Regions from separate parts of the Sus scrofa genome. Here regions 1 and 3 are each linked to region 2. The links are chromatin contacts, called in public Hi-C maps. All regions are on one chromosome and are shown on one strand. The core of a region is the stretch at or near the end of the contact, and the rest is flanking DNA. Distances in the headings are between cores, read along the strand shown. Region 1 holds the start of MPND (MPN domain-containing protein). Region 2 holds the start of TNFAIP8L1 (tumor necrosis factor alpha-induced protein 8-like protein 1). Region 3 has its middle 19 kb from the start of FEM1A.

Region 1 (3,058 bases), core at 200-2,699, 240 kb before region 2:
TGGGAAAGAATATTAAGTAGTTACACTGCTAGCTTTAGAAGAAAAAAAATTGATCTTCACTCTCAAGCAGGCGTTCTCATCTTTGAGGATCTCTAGAGGATAATGTGTAGTGCAGATGCTCATTACATCTGGGAGGGATGTTGGAAAGGAGGGAGGGAAGAAGGAAGGAGGTGCAAAGAAACAAAATTTTATTTTTTTCTTGTCCTTCCTTTAGATACAAACTTTATTTCATCACGTGAAATTTTATTTCATTATGTGTAATAATCATTCACATTCCCCAGCTCTTACTACATGTCATGCTCTGTTCTTTAACAACTCTGCAGCAGGAATTAGTCATCCCACAGGGAAACAGAGAGGTGGAGACATTTGGCCAAAGTCACAGAGCTGGTTAAGTGGTGGAGCAGGACCTGGAGCCAAGTCCAGTCTGAGTCCAGACCACCCTACCTGGGAACCCGCGCCCCTACCCGCAGTGGTCTGTCACCTCTTCCACACCCATCTGAGGTTGAGCCTGGACAAAGGTGCCCTGCACCCTGGGGGAGACCCCACCTCCGGCTTTCAGCCCTGCCAGAGATTAGGGAGTCCCAGCGTTGGGAGGCAGCTCTGCACCTCGGGGCAAAGGTCCTGGGACAGTGGCCAGGGTCAAAAGAGCAGCAACCCTCCGGTGTACTCCTAGCCAGACTCCAGCCACATGCACCGTGTTGGTGGTAGTGTTGGCGCGGGCGGGGGCGGGGTGTTGGTTTGGGGTTGGCCCCACAGGCCCGCGAGGCAGGTTTTACCCGCGCGCTGTTTGGCTGGCTGCGGACTAGACCCTACCATTGATTGGATGTATCAGGGCTACAGGTTCCTGCTGATTGGCCGAGGAAGATGGCTGTCCTTTAGTTTAACACTGTCTATAGGCTGAAGATGAAATCCCCCTCCCCTTATAATTGGTTGGCGGGCTTGGCTGTGATCCAGTCATAAAATCAGTCGAGGGCTGCTGGGGAGGGTGGGAGTTAACCTCTTAGAGACCGCCGCCCGGCTTGGACGCTTTACATCTGCGGTGCCCGGCTGCTTCCCCACATTTTGGCCTACAGCCCCGGGGCACTGTGGCTTATTCTCCCAGGGCTTACTTTCTCCCGTGGTTCCAACAGCCGAGGCCTGTAGGTCCCTCGAGAGGGGTGGTTGCGGACCTCAATTTCCCTTTTCTCCCCTCTCCAGGGCAGAATCCAGTAGGCAATGGTCACAGGTGGAGTCATTAGTTCTCCGAAAGCGGAAGTCCCCGGCCTCAGTTTCCCCAATTGCACTATGAGCTCTGCGTTACACCCCATTCCCACGGAAGGTGGCCTCAGGCCTCAGTCTCCAGAATAGTCCCAGAGGGCTGAGCCCCCACCTCCTTTTCCCTCCTGCGCAGGCCGGAGGCCTGTTTCTTGGTTCGCTCCAGCAGGCCGAGCCCCCGCCCGCCCACTGGAAGCGGCCAATGGCTGGGGCGCTCCCCCCTCGGGGCGGAGTTGCGTCACGTGCGGGGAAGAAAGAGCCGGAGGCACACAGGGCGTGGGGCGGAGCGGCCATGGCAGGTACGGCGAACCTTGAGGGGGTCCAGCGAGGCGCCAGGCTGGGGGGCTGGACCGTGGACCGGCTCGGGGCGCGCGGCCCCTCTGCAGCCTGTTGCTGCCTGCAGCTCCGGAGTCGCTGTCCCCGGCGGGCGGCGCGGGCGAGGAGGCGCCGGATGACGACGAGGACGAGGCGGAGGCCGAGGACCCCGAACGTCCAGGGGCAGTCGGCGGCGCGCGCAGTGGCGGCGGCGGCGGGGCCGGGGCGGGGAGCTGCGGCGGGCCCGGGAGCGCGTTCACTAGGCGCGCGGTCACGCTGCGCGTGCTCCTCAAAGACGGACTGCTGGAGCCCGGCTCCGGGGTGCTGTCCATCTACTACCTGGTGAGCGCTCCCCAGCCCCAGCCCATCCTAGCTGGGGCCAAAAGGGGAAACCGGACTCCAGAGTGCTCCTTTGCTACAGGCCAAGCCGCAGCGTGGGGAGGGGAAACTGAGGCACGGAGCATCCTGACCTTCTTGGGCAGGAGGACATTGTTTACCAAACACCCAGTTCCACAAAGGAGAAACGCAGGCTCAGAGAGGGCACTAGTGCTTTCCTGGCTGTGTGATCTCGCTCAGCCTCCTCAAGTCCTAGTTTCCCCATCTGTAAAACGGGATTTTTTCCCTCCCACGTGGTCGTATGAGGATTCAGTGAATAAAGTGCTCAGCAGTATGCCTGCTACACAGTAAGTGCTTTATAAGTGTTTGCTGTTATTACTGTTGTTATTAATATAGTTTTGCTCTTTGTGAGTGGGAGCAATTTGTGAATTGAGCACCTGTTGTGTGCCAGGCTGTGTTGGGCATTAGGGACACAGCAGAGAGCAATACAGACCCTGTTCTGTCCTTTGTGGCTCACAGTCCAGTGAAGGGAGTGGAGGACAGACACATAACTGGAAGTTTCAATCCAGGCTGAACAGGACTAGACCATGGATATCTAGGTATTGGGAGGCACCTAAGCTAAAAGGCTTTGTGGAAGAAAGTGGGAAGTAGGTGCCAAACTCTGGGAGAGTTAGGGAGGATTTTCTGGAGGAGGGGTCTTGATGGGTATCAGCTCCTGGGCCCAGCCAGCCCACTCTCACTGCAGGGGAAGAAGTTCGTGGGAGACCTGCAGCCCGATGGGAGGATTGTGTGGCAGGAAACAGGGCAGGTGTTCAACTCACCCAGTGCCTGGGCCACCCATTGCAAGAAGCTGGTGAACCCAGCCAAGAAGTCCGGCTGTGGCTGGGCCTCCGTCAAGTACAAGGGCCAGAAACTGGACAAGTACAAGGCTGCCTGGCTCCGGCGAAACCAGTTCCATGTGCCTGCAGTTGCTGCCGATGAGGTGCGTCTTTTAGCCTCCCTGACTCACTGCTGCATAAAGAGTGCCCCGAGACAGAGTACTGGAGCTGGGGCCTTGAGGGATGAATAAGAGTTTGTCAAAGCAAGATGAAGGGAAGAGCTTTCCAGAGGGGGGAATGGCATATGCAAAGCCATGTAGGCATGAAGCAACACA
Region 2 (2,974 bases), core at 344-2,843:
GCAACTTGGAATATGAGCCACCTCTGCAGCCTCCAGCACAGCTCATGGCAACATTGGATTTTTTTTTTTTTTTTTTTTTTTTGTCTTTTTGCCTTTTTCTAGGGCTGCTCCTACTGCATGTGGAGGTTCCCAGGCTAGGGGTCTAATCGGAGCTGTAGCTGCCAGCTTACGCCACAGCCACAGCAACTCGGGATCCGAGCCGAGTCTGTGACCTATATCACAGCTCACGGCAACAACGGATCGTTAACTCACTGAGCAAGGGCAGCGATCGAACCCACAACCTCATGGTTCCTAGTCAGATTTGTTAACCACTGCACCACGACGGGAGCTCCTGGATTCTTAAGCCACTGACAGAGGCCAGGGACTGAATCTGCATCCTCATGGATGCCAGTTGGGTTCTTAACCTGCTGAGCCACAAAGGGAACTCCCCTCAGTTACCTGCTTTTGTTTGTTTGTTTGTTTGTTTGTCTTTTTGGCTGCACCTGTGGCATACAGAGGTTCCCAGAATAGGAGTCAAAAGGGACCTTTAGCCACTGGCCTACACCACAGCCAGAGCAACGTCAGATATGAGTCTCGTCTGTGACCTACACCACAGCTCACAGCAATGCTGGATTCTTAACCCACTGAATGAGGCCAGGGGTTGAACCTGAGTCCTCATGGATGCTAGTCAGATTCATTTCCTCTGAGCCATGACGGGAACTCCCAGTCACCCGCTTTGGGAAAAAAAAAGGAAAAAGAAGAAGGGATAAAGAGACACTTCATTACTTTTTGTTTCATGAGGTCTGTCCCAGGGTTGTGTGTAGGACTGGACTCGACATACATTGGTTGTCCAGCCTGCTCTGGCCCCCCCTGGTCCTAGCCACAACTGGGACCCAGCGCTAGGGCTGCAGGGAGGAAATGGAGCAGCATGGGAGCTGGGAGCCGCTCCAGGGCCCAGTTCCCAGGACTCACAGCTGCATCCTCCGGGGACCCCAGCTGGCCCCACCGCCCTACCCTGGCGGCTGCCAGTAGGCTCCAGCATATCTCGGTGGCTCATTCCCACTGAAATAAGAGGCTGAATCTGGGCGTCCCCTGGTGGAGTCTCTAGGGTCCGTCCACGCAGCAACTGCCTCAAACTTCATCCAGATCATTTATCTGCAACCCAGAAAGATTTATCTTCAACCTCAGGTCAGATTCAGGAATATGCATTTTAAAGGGGCTCCCAGGTCCTTCTGATATAAAAGGTTCCCCGGGGCCATACTTTAAACTTAGTCGGGGATGGGGTGGGAGGAAGAAGGGACTTTCCAAGGGTCGCGTGGCTGTTCAGTTTATTTTAGCTCTCTTTCTCTCCCTGACCCCCTATCTCTCTCTGTTTTTGACTCTTAAGTCTCCTTCCTCTTCTTTCTTTGACTGGGCTCAGGATTAGCCTGGCCCCCGGCATCCGGCCTTCTTCGTGATTCCGGAGGAATTCCCCCCACCAGTCCCGAGCCCAGCCGCCTGGCCCTACCCCTCCCGCGCAGCGACCTGCTCCCACTGGACTCTTCGTACACCGCCCGCACTACCATTGGCTGAGCCCACGTTTCCCCGGATCCGGCCCGGCCCCTCTTTGGTCCTCTCCGCGCGGGTGGGGCGGGGGCGGGGGCCGCCCAGAGGGGGGCGGGGCCAAGCTTCCTGCCCCGCCCCGCCGAGCCCCAGTCTTCAGGCACGAGTCTCGCGGCTACAGAAACGGCCCCTCGGAGGCGGCCGAACAGAGCCCCGACGGTCGGACCGACGACAGGGTCCCAGAGAGCAGGTGAGCGAGAGGTGCCAGGGCACCCCCATCTGGGAGAATCTCGGGGGCCACTTGTCTTCTCTGTTTCTCTCCCCCCCATGCTCCTGCACCCCCCTTTCTAACTGTATTCCTGCCTCAGTTTCCCTCCCCATTTCTCCCTTTCCTGCTGTCTCTGTCACTCTCTTGCTGTGTGGGCTAGGCGGTAGCAGACCGGGTCTGAACTGACCCCCACGGCATGGGGTGGTGCTCTGGGACCAGCACCCTCCTCCCCCCAACACGAGGACTCTGATGGACTCTGCCCCTTTCACAGTGCAGGGCACCAGGTGCTAGGGCTAGATTCCAGAGCTAGGAGGGCATTCCAGGTGGTGGGCAGCCAGGCCAAAGGCGTGGAGGTGACAATGAGTGGGACTTCCGGCTGGTCCTGGCAGCTGAGAGCCAGGGTCAGACCCACCCGAACTGGCCACCTTGGAGCTCCCCAATGGCCTGAAGCCATGGCCTTAGTTTTGCCAGCTGTGAATTGGGACCTTCATCACTGAGGTAACTGGCAGTTGACCTGACCCAGATCTGCATGCATCACCACCTCCTCTATTCCGGGGGGCCTGCCTGGAGGAGGGCAGCCCTGCCTGTAAACAGGCCTCTGTTACTTCCTGAGCAGGGGGGAGAGGTGAATGCCCTGGGGTGCTACAGCCAGGGCCAGGGTAGTTTAGCCCAGTGGTTGGGGAGCTCAGACTTTGGAATGAGACAAACCTGGGTCTGCTCTGCCATTTTCACGATGGTACCTTGAACAAGTGATTCGAACCTCCCAGCCTCAGTTTCCTGTCGGAGGGACATAACTCCCGAGGGGTAAGGGCAGCTTCCAGGATTAACTGCAGGAATGTGGACCTGCATGTCTCCTCCTGGCCCCCACCTCCTCCAGCTTTCCCCCTCACCCCACTCTGCTCCAGCCATACCAGCCTCCACATTCCACCAATACACCAGGCACAGTCCTGCCTCAGGGCCTTTGCGTGGGCTGTTTCCTCTATCGCCATGCCAGGTGCACAGGCGCCAACTTTAAAACACAACAGGTTGTCTACATGGGCCGGGCCAAGGGACTGGCAAGGCTAGGGCTGGGCATCTGGGAGGGGCCGAGGAAGGGCAGGCCCAGGGACGCTGTACCTATGGAAACCAGAACAAAGAGCTGTCACCCCAGCCATACAAACACCTGGGCTGAGCTTCTCTTGGCAG
Region 3 (2,966 bases), core at 231-2,730, 200 kb after region 2:
TCCCTGAGGACTTTGTAAATTCCATCCTGGGAGTTCCCATTGTGGCTCATCAGGTTAAGAACCCAACTAGTATCCATGAGGATGTAGTTTTTTCGTTTGTTTGTTTTTTATGGCCACGCCCGGGGCATATGGAGGTTCCCAGGCTGGGGGTCGAATCAGCTACAGCTGCCAGCCTGCACCACAGCCACAGCAATGCCAGATCTGAGTCACGTCTGCGACCTACACCACAGCTCACCGACACGCCGGATCCTTAACCCACTGAGAGAGGCCAGGGATGGAACCTGCAACCTCATGGTTCCTAGTTGGTTTCCTTTTGGCTGCACCACAACGGGAACTCCGAGGATGCGGTTTTGATGCCTGGCCTTGCTCAGTGGATTAAGGATCTGGCATTGCCCTGAGCTGTGGTGTAGATCACAGACGTGGTTCAGATTCTGAGTTGCTGTGGCTGTGGTACAGGTCGGGAGCTGTAGCTCTGATTCAATCCCTGGCCTGGGAACTTCCATATGCCACAGGTACAGCCCTTAGAAAAAAATTTTTTTTTCATTCGGGAACAAACCCTTCAGGAAAAACCTCACCCTGGCCCCCTCAGGGCTGACCCTACCTTCCAGAAGCCCCTTTATTTGCAGAGGCAGAGGAGGCAGGGGGTGGGGGTTGCTGGCTGTGCAGCCAGCAGAAACTTCCTCCTTCTAGCCCCACTGGACTTTCTGTTTCCCGAGAAGCCCCGCCTGGCCAGGGTCTGGGTCATGGTAACTCTGATCTTCAGTGTCAGAGCAATTCCTGGCAAAGACCCAGCACAGTGCCAGACCCTGACAGGAAGCAGATACTTTTAGAAGAAGCAAAAGAAACAGACACTCACTGACTCAGCAGCAGCCATCTGCAAACTTTCACACCAGCACCCAGGTGAGCAACTCCACCCATGTGTATATTTGTTCATTGATCTCACCCACCTGAGACCCTGAGCACACCTCCACCCCCAGGAATGATGCAACTGGAAAATAAGAATAAAAGTAAGGTATCTCATATTTTCCTTCTGCTGTGTAGTTGATTGCCTAATTCCTAGGCAGCCCACTGCTCTAGGCTAGAGACAGGACTAGGGGCATTTCTCATACGCCAGGTCCTAGTGGCATCTGCGACCTACACCACAGCTCACAGCAACACTGTATCCTTAACCCCCTGAGCGAGGCCAGGGATCGAATCCACAACCTCATGGTTCCTAGTCAGATTTGTTAACCACTGAGCCACAACAGGAATGCCGAGAAGAGCAATTTAAAACGGATTTTAAATAGGCTCTTCAGAGAAGATTCCACCCAGAAAGTGACATTTGAGCAGAATCCTGAAAGGAGTGAGAGGAGTGAGCTATGGCAGTATCAGGAGGAAAGACGCACCAGGCAGTGGGCAGGGGCCATGCAAAGGTCCTGGGGCAGGACTGTTCCTGGTGTGTTGGAGGAACAGAGAGGAATGCCTGTGTGGCTGGAGCAGAGGAGGAAACAACAAGTGAGGGAGGGGACAGTGGCAGGTTCTGTAGGGCCCTGTGGGTTCCTGGGAAGGACTTGGGATTTTACCTGGAGGGCTGTGGGCAGAGGAGGGGTTGGCCGGACTCAGGTGCTCACAAGAGCCCTCTAATGGCTGGTAGGGCAGACTGTGGGGTTGGAGGAGCGGCTGGACAGGCTACAGATCAGTCACACTAGTGTCTCTAGGTGATTGGGGAGGGAGAGGGACAACTTTATCCGGATCCTTCTATGGTGCCTTTTGAATTTTGAACCATGGCAATCTATTTTCTGTTCAGTAACTTTATCTTAATTTTATGTATTTATTTTGCTTTTTAGAGCCACACCCCGGCACATGGAAGTTCCCAGGTGAGGGGTCTAATTGGAGCTGTAGCTGCTGGCCTAGCCACAGCCACAGCGATGCTGGATTCAAGCCGCTTCTGTGATCTACACCACAGCTCGTGGCAAGGCCGGATTCCCAACCCACTGAATGAGGCAGGGATCGAACCCGCATCTTCATGGATACTATTTGGATCCGTTTTCGCTGCACCACAACCGGAACTCCCGGAAAATAACTCTAAATATGCCTCTGTTGATAGTGCATTTGTGTGCAGTGCTACAATGATTGTTGGGGAGGCCAGGCAGGTGATATGTGGGGGTCTGTCACCTCTTCTGTGTCTCCCGCAGCAGTGGAACAACCAGACTGCACTGGAGAATCAGATTTTGGAGATTCAAACACAACGCCTCCCTAGTTCTACCCAGGCCAAGCTGCAGCCGAGCATGCGCCGTGCGACTCTGGGCACAGCACTGCCCGCTAAGCAGAGAAAATTTCTAAAAGATCGAATCATCTCAGACATCATTCTAAGCAGGAATGATGCTTACAGAGGTATACCTACTGACCCCTGTAAATAAAACCTCTGTTATTATTCAAGTTTCAGGGTTTTTTTTTTTTTTTTTCTTTTTTTGCTGGTCTAAGACACATGGAGTTCCCTGCCCGAGCCACAGTTACGACCTACACCACAGCTCCTGCAAGCTGGATTTTTTAACCCCCTGTGCAAGCTGCTATCGAACCAGTGTCATGGCACTGCAGAGATGCCTCAGATCCTGTTGGGCCACAGTGGGGACTCCCCTCCATTTTTCTTTAAAGCTGTTGACTTCTTTAAAGTTGCCTGGAGGACACATGTGACTTCTTCCCCAGGAAACACCCCAGGCCCACAGGACATTGATGTGGGAGGGTATCTGGGAAAGTGGTGGCCACCAGGGGGCGCTGGGGCAGCCAAAATTGTGGGGGAGCCCCTGCCTCTGGGTTCATGTGGCCCCCGTGAAGTTGCCCTTCCCTAAGTGGCCTCCCCTCCAGGCCTTTGCCCATGCTGTGCCCAGCTCCAGGGACACTTCCCTGACAATGGCTCATTCCAACTTCTGCCTCTGGTGTCAGCTTACTTCCTCCTTCAGAAAGATTCTCTTCATCCTCCCAGGCTG

Evidence for each region. Hi-C and Micro-C count contacts between places; a contact is called where the count stands out from the background.
Region 1: a contact with region 2 is called in a Hi-C map of embryonic fibroblasts, with 2.3 times the contacts expected there. The contact joins the promoter of MPND here to the promoter of TNFAIP8L1 in region 2. A contact is called at or near these places in 3 of 47 Hi-C or Micro-C datasets (embryonic fibroblasts, heart right ventricle and liver).
Region 3: a Hi-C map of retroperitoneal adipose tissue shows a contact between it and region 2, with 13 times the contacts expected there. The contact joins the enhancer-like site here to the promoter of TNFAIP8L1 in region 2. A contact is called at or near these places in 4 of 47 Hi-C or Micro-C datasets (mesenteric adipose tissue, omental adipose tissue, retroperitoneal adipose tissue and 1 more).

What each region holds. Positions count from the first base shown.
Region 1 is chr2:74,454,319-74,457,376 of Sscrofa11.1, reverse strand. It overlaps MPND (MPN domain-containing protein), which reads left to right and starts at 1,449. Exons shown (of 12, transcript XM_021084063.1): 1 at 1,449-1,553; 2 at 1,658-1,911; 3 at 2,651-2,887. The coding sequence starts at 1,457.
Region 2 is chr2:74,219,430-74,222,403 of Sscrofa11.1, reverse strand. It overlaps TNFAIP8L1 (tumor necrosis factor alpha-induced protein 8-like protein 1), which reads left to right and starts at 1,593. Exons shown (of 2, transcript XM_021084049.1): 1 at 1,593-1,771.
Region 3 is chr2:74,024,240-74,027,205 of Sscrofa11.1, reverse strand. No RefSeq gene overlaps it. Among named protein-coding and RNA genes, the nearest start is that of FEM1A, 19 kb to the left of the region's middle. Within about 2 kb of position 1,480, at least 16 of the 83 cell types and tissues checked have an H3K27ac peak or open chromatin away from gene starts, as enhancers often do. A contact at or near this core is called in retroperitoneal adipose tissue, where this site is marked.